Regions from separate parts of the Mus musculus genome. Here region 1 is linked to region 2. A link is a contact called in public Hi-C data. All regions are on one chromosome and are shown on one strand. The core of a region is the stretch at or near the end of the contact, and the rest is flanking DNA. Distances in the headings are between cores, read along the strand shown. Region 1 has its middle 62 kb from the start of Gm30056. Region 2 overlaps Gm45959 (a long non-coding RNA gene).

The links. Hi-C and Micro-C count contacts between places; a contact is called where the count stands out from the background.
Region 1: a contact with region 2 is called in a Hi-C map of uterus, with 2.9 times the contacts expected there. The contact joins two enhancer-like sites. A contact is called at or near these places in 2 of 484 Hi-C or Micro-C datasets (cerebral cortex and uterus) and 3 of 9 other capture datasets (adipose tissue, liver and pancreatic islet).

Annotation. Positions count from the first base shown.
Region 1 is chr6:140,161,538-140,164,706 of GRCm38.p6, forward strand. No RefSeq gene overlaps it. Among named protein-coding and RNA genes, the nearest start is that of Gm30056, 62 kb to the left of the region's middle. Within about 2 kb of position 1,869, at least 7 of the 459 cell types and tissues checked have an H3K27ac peak or open chromatin away from gene starts, as enhancers often do. A contact at or near this core is called in uterus, where this site is marked.
Region 2 is chr6:140,056,913-140,060,265 of GRCm38.p6, forward strand. The region is part of intron 2 of Gm45959 (a long non-coding RNA gene); the gene reads right to left. It also overlaps the pseudogene Gm44156. Among named protein-coding and RNA genes, the nearest start is that of Gm45959, 11 kb to the right of the region's middle. Within about 2 kb of position 2,024, at least 4 of the 459 cell types and tissues checked have an H3K27ac peak or open chromatin away from gene starts, as enhancers often do. A contact at or near this core is called in uterus, where this site is marked.

The DNA of each region.
Region 1 (3,169 bases), core at 619-3,118, 100 kb after region 2:
AAGCCATCCTGAACTACTTAGTCATAATCCACACAAAACACATGAACTTACAAAAAACTTGAGTTCACAGATTTGCTGCAGGCCGTCTGTCTCTAAGCCACTATCTAGTGTCTTCAGCCAGAGCCGGGAGAGTTTTGTAACTGACATAGACATTCGGGGGGGGGGGGTAAAAAGCATGCATGCTGTGCATTTATGCATGACTTCTGCTTAACAGGCCTCAAGCAAGAGAGCCAAAAATATGCCAGAACTTCATAAAAACAGGAGAAAGAAAAAAAAACTAGCTATTTGGCAGTCCCAGTACCTAGAGATATGAATGTGTTCAGCATGAAGGTAATGTGAACAATTGCAGCTTTTCAAAGTCAGAAAAAGACAAAGGAAGGCCAACTTCCTTGACAATGGCGGATCCCCCATCCCCAGGCGGTCGCAGGAATCAGGCTCAGGGTGAGCATTTGATGAGTGAGGAGGGCAGCATCCAGGATGGGCCTCATGGGTGGGAAGGCTGGGGCTCGCCCTCAGCGGAGAGCAACCTGGCCTATGCTTACTTAAAATGTTCCTCCTTTGCTTTCATTCCTCTGGGACTCAGGAGCTGTGCCCAGCACCCCACGGTAGGTGAGAGTTCCGCCACTGAGCTGGATCCAAGCCTGGGGCTACATTGCCTTTTTCATAAGTCCTTCCACACTCCTCAGAGCAAATTCGACAGTTTAGAAAAACACATTTCTCAAATCTATAAACAAAACAGGCGCTTTAATGATAACTTAGGATGCTGTTAGCCAAACTGATCCAGAAGAAAAAAATTATACACAAACTAACTTTTTAGGATTTAATTTGTATTTTATGAACATCTGGGGGGAAAAAATATAATTTGAAAATAGAACCTATGGCTTCACAAGCATTAAATATGGAGATAAGGCCACTGAGAGGCCAAAAGGGGGACAGGTCCCCAAGGAAGCGTCCCCCAACTAAGAACCATAGCCCCATAGCCTGGGACGTCAGAGCAGCAGAGTCGGCAGCCAGTCAAAATCACGTGCAACTTGGTACTGCAGAGTTCTACCCTGTGCTGCCAATGACAAAAATAAGTTCATTTGGCCACCAACAGAGTCTTACACACCCAGCAGGGAAATATAACCAAAGAGGAAAATAATTAGTAACATCACAAAACAAGTCCCTACCAGGCCCCAACCTGGACTGTCATGTGACCCAGCTTAGCTAGGTACCTCGTACTTCTGAAGTCCTACAAAGGCAGTCATCAGATACCAACTATAGCCAATTAAATAGAACCCCTTGAGTCACCAACACGCAACCTGTACATTCTAATTGGCCATGAGTAAATGCATCTCCCGTGGTGATTTTCTCCTGTGTAATGGGGGCTTCAAACAATCCCGGTCTCTGCCCCATAATGAAGCAGGCTCTCCCTGCTGCTTGCTTCCCTGAGGAGTGAAGCCGCTTTCAGTCCAAGCCTACTGCTCTCTTCCTCCTCCCTGCCAAGGTTCTGACTCCTAAGATTCCTTCTTCTCTTCCACATTTTAAGTCCCTGCCTCTCTCAATGGCTAATCAGATTTACTTCTTCTGACATTAAATAGATTCAACTTCTAATGGTTTTAAACTGCCCTGTGGAGAGCTAGGCTGAGTCTCTGGGAACCTGCTCAACTGAACACAAACCCTTTCCATGGGCATCTCGGCTGTCTTGCAGGGACAGCCAGCCATGGCCTCAACTTTCTCAGGCTCCATGAAAGGCATTTTCTTTTCTTTAAGATTTATTTTTTATGTTGTATATGTGAGTGTTTTGCCCGCATGTGTCCGTGTGCACCACATGTGCATCTGGTGCCTGCAAAGGTCATAAGAGTGTGTTGCCTCCCCTGACACAGGAGTTACAGATGGTTGTGAGCCACAATACAGTTCTGGGAACAGAACCAAACCTAAGCCCTCTCCAAGAGCAGCAACTGTTCTTAACTTCTGAGCCATCTCTCCAGCTAAAAAACAAAACAAAACAAAACCTCTACAGTTCAATCTTTCCTTTGTCTATTTAAATCCTGGGCATCCTGTGTATATTCTTTGAGGACTTGAATCATCTCTGCCTCCCCATCAACTAGACAGAAACATGTGCCTTAGCTCCACCCCTTTCAAGGTCACATTTAATCAGAATGCACCCTTCCATCACAATCCGAAAGCGCCCTACCTGGGCAATCCGAAAGCGCCCTACCAGCGTGAACCAAAGGAGTGGCTACTACATCGCTGGCAAAAGCTGCAAACTTCACTCTCAACTGGCAGGTAGGGAAATGGCTGGGGGTGGGGGTGGGGAATCTTAATTCCATTTTTACTGGCCAAAGAGGACGCCTAGAACTCACAAACCAAACTGCACCAACCAAAGAATTTTCAGTAATAGAACAGTGGAATTACCTTGCAGTGCGTGGACTTCAGAGTTGATCACATGCGGTGATTTGAATGAGAAACGTCCCTCATAGGCTCATGTATTTGGTCCCTAGTTGGTGATGCTGTTTGGGGAGTTTATGGGAGTTCGGGAGCATTAGGAAATGCAGCCTTGCTGGAGGACATAAATCACTGGGGTACAGCTTTCAGAGTTTATAGCCCCGCCCCACTTCAATAGGAAGGAAGAGAAGGAAGGAAGAGAAGGAAGGAAGAGAAGAAAAGAAGGGAAGGAAGGGAAGAGAAGGAAGGGAAGGGAAGGGAAGGGAAGGGAAGGGAAGGGAAGGGAAGGGAAGGGAAGGGAAGGGAAGGGAAGGGAAGGGAAGGGAAGGGAAGGGAAGGGAAGGGGTTCCCTGAAAGATCCAAAGCTAGCTCAGAATGTGTTTAGGGCAAGGCACTAGGTCTGGAGAAACACTCTGATCAGAAATGGTCTTCATCTTAGCCACCTCATTCTGCTACCCCACATGAAGGACCAGTCCCACCGAGGGTCAGATCACTGGCTCCGCCTCTGTCATTTCTCCCCCTGCCCTTACCAGCACTCCAGCTCTGTCACTACCACCACCACCCTCCCTGCCTCCCCCCACACACACAGCTAGCCAGCCCAGGTGATGTTTCCTGTTCTGTGTGTTTGTGCACAAGTGCATGTGTGCACTTGGGGAACAAGCTGGAGTGCTGTAGTGGGAAGACTTCCATGGCATCAGCACAAACCCAGCACTCAGATGCTTACCTCCACTATAACATTTAC
Region 2 (3,353 bases), core at 774-3,273:
AAGTCTGACCATCTCTGGAGGGAGGCGCACTTTCATGGGTGTGTATGTGGCCCAGTAGCCCATGGTGAGTATGTTCACCGTGAGGTCAATGGGGCCTGGTGCACTTTGGTTCGCATATGCTGTTTGAAGTGAACCATGAGGTCTTTGGAGAGCTCCATGTCCTTGGACATGCCCTCCAGCTTGCTGGTAAATGCAGCTCCACACTCTGCGTATGTGAAAAAAGGGTGAGATAGAGCTGGCATGGTGCCCGCCCGGGGACCGGCCCACCCTGAGCTCACCACACTTGAGCTTGGACAGCACGGACTTCTCTGCATCCATCGACGCTCTCTTCCCGACCAGCAGCAATTTTGCCATGTCTTTCTTATAAAACGTTTCAAAGACGTCTTTACCATGGATGAAACAAAATAGAGACATGATCCTGTCCAGGATCCTCTCCGGCTCCTCGTCGGTTGCTTTTTTGTTGCCCTCATCACCTAGCAATGAGCTCTGCAGGCTTGTATGTTCTCTTGTTGATGAACATCTCGAAGGACTCCTTCATCGGGTTGATGAAGCACTCATTCCTCTGGAAGCATACCTCCACCATGTGGTCCACTTTGTCCTCAAATTCCAGCAGGTGTTGGACCATGTCTTTGTCTTTCTCAGGATTGATGACAATGGTTGTCCCAAAGTCGTGAACAAAGTGGAGAGGCTGTGGACAGGAGGCTGCTTTGGAGTTTGCTAAGCACACTCTCAGATCTCCGGGTGCAGAAAGACTCATTTAACCTGAAGTTCTAGGAAGAGACTGTCTATGCTGCTGAAGGTCAGAGGCTGATGCAGGACAGGGAGGTTCTAGAATACCTTAGCCATGTGAGGAAACGTCTAGAAGAGGAAGCAGACCGAGTGATCACCTTCTTAGACCACAGCACACAAAAACCTTTGGCTGCCTGTGTGGAGAAACAGCTTTTAGGAGAACATTTGACAGCAGTTCTGCAGAAAGGGCTGGAGCTCCTGCTGGGTGAGAACAGGCTACCCAACTTCACCCAGATGTACCAGCTCTTCAGCCGGGTGAAAGGGGGGCGGCCACGCTGCTGCAGCACTGGAGCCATCAAGACGTCTTAAAGCTTGTCCATCATGACTTCTCTCCACCCGAGAAACTTTTACACGACCTCAGGTTTACAGGGGCACAACGTACAAACAAAATATTGACTGATGGCCAATCACAAATTTATTTTAAAGCGATTCTTTAGTGTACATATGATTCAATCATTTATTAAAGATTAAAATCAATTTGCATCCTGATGAGATGGTAGGGATTGTTTAGCAAACACAGTACAGCACAGCAATATGCTAATGCATGCCAAGGACTGATAGTAGCAAGATATTAAAAGTCTTTGTTATCCATAATGACATCACTTTATGGCAGTATAGAAACCTTTAGATGTACAATGGCAACACTGTGCTTCCTGGCATGCAACGATCTCCATTCTGAGCTGCATTTCGGGCAGCTTGTGATGGTGTCGTGGGGTGTGATGTGCGCAGAGTGCAAAGTGCACATACGTGTTCAGATCTGAGGCTGCACATGCGTTCTCAGACCTGAGGCTGCATTGATTCCCCATGATGCAATGTGAACAGTAACTACCAAAGACAACTCAACTTTTGTGTGTTTTATTTTGAATTAATTTAGGGGGCTCTGTGCCTCCAGAAACCCTTTACACTTGCCAGATTTTTATAGCTCTTACATTCAGTTACACAACCCCAGTCAGGGTTATGACCCACAACTAAAGAAGCTTTGAGTTCAATAAGATAGAGAGTTCGACTCTTTCCCCTCACTCTCCCCAGACATAGACAAGCCCTTCATTTATGGGTTACAAGGCCAGACACTAACCTTAAGAATGCCCATTCTTTATCTCCTACATGACAAACTAAATTGTGTATCCCTGCGCCCTAAAGACGACCAACATGACACAGGACTGAGCGTTCCTTATTCATCTGTCTGAGATCCCCCTCTGATGACATAAACAGACACCGCTGGCAAACCATCTGGATGTGGCTTGTGTGCTCTTCCCTATCAAGTCTAAGGCAAAGCCTCCCTCCCCGAACACTCTGCCCCTCAGCTCTGGACAGCTCACTTTATTACAATATTCTGGAAATTTCCCATTCGTTGCTTGTTCTGGTTTGTTCCTTTAATAGTCCACAGACATAACTACAGAAACATACTGTACGGAGACACCAGGTACAAAGGGTCAGATTCACCAAAAACACAGAGCAGCTTGCTGTTCTGGACACAGAGCTCTGGCTGGGGCCAAAGCTCAAGAGACTTCAGGGGGGACAGCAAAGCTGAGAACCTTGCATATTGAAGTTAGCTTTTGATCTTTAATGCTGTGGTGTTCCTGCCTTCATCCCAGCCCTTCTTGAAGACTAAGTGACTTGGCCACTAGCAGCGAACAGGTCCTGTAAGGGAGGAAGAAAGTAAATATTAAAGGTGTCACTGAAAAGAACACTGTACCCTACAGTGGAAACCTTTGGCTGACAAATCCTTAAAATCCTCAGAAAAAAAAAATCAGAAAAACTGTATGTCCGCTAGTACATTTTTAACTCAATATTGACACTCCAGTCTCTTTCCCAGGTGCTGGGATTACGGACACGCACCGACGTGCGGGGCTACAAGATTTGTCTTTAAAAGTTTAAAGAGTTCTGTAGAATTTGGGGATTTTAAGGATTTGCCAGGAGAGCACAGTGCATATTAAAGCAAGCACACACTGTAGTGAATAGAAAGGAGGACTTTTCTTATGATAATGTCACTCGGCTCTTTAAATCCTATTAAACATTTAAAATTTTTATTGCAATCTTTTACTGTGTGACTGTGGGAGAGGGGGGAGTACATTCATGCCAAGCAACCGCACATGTGTGGAGGTCAACGGGCAACTGGAAGCAGGTGATTCTCCTTTCACCCCGAAGTTCCAGGAATCATATTCTGGGTGTCAGGTTTAGCAGCAAGCTCTTTGTTGTCTGTTGAGCCATCTTTCCAACCCCTGATTTTATTTTACAGGCACACACACACACATTAGCCCCCAAAATTATTTCTAAAATAATGTTAAATGACAACTTTTTAGGGCCCTTCTATTGTATTGACCACACACACACAAAAAAAAAAAAAAATTCAAAGTTGCCTCGTTGTACAAGGTACTCTTATCCTATTGTTAAAATCAATATTCTAAGTTTAGAGCACGGAAAAAAATCAGGACTCTTTCATGCCCAGACTCATGCCTGTAACTCATTCACTCCTGTCTTATTTAATCCAATACAAGCTGACCATGAAGGAGGTACTATAATAATGCATTTACTATATTTTTGAAACACATCAAGATCCAAGA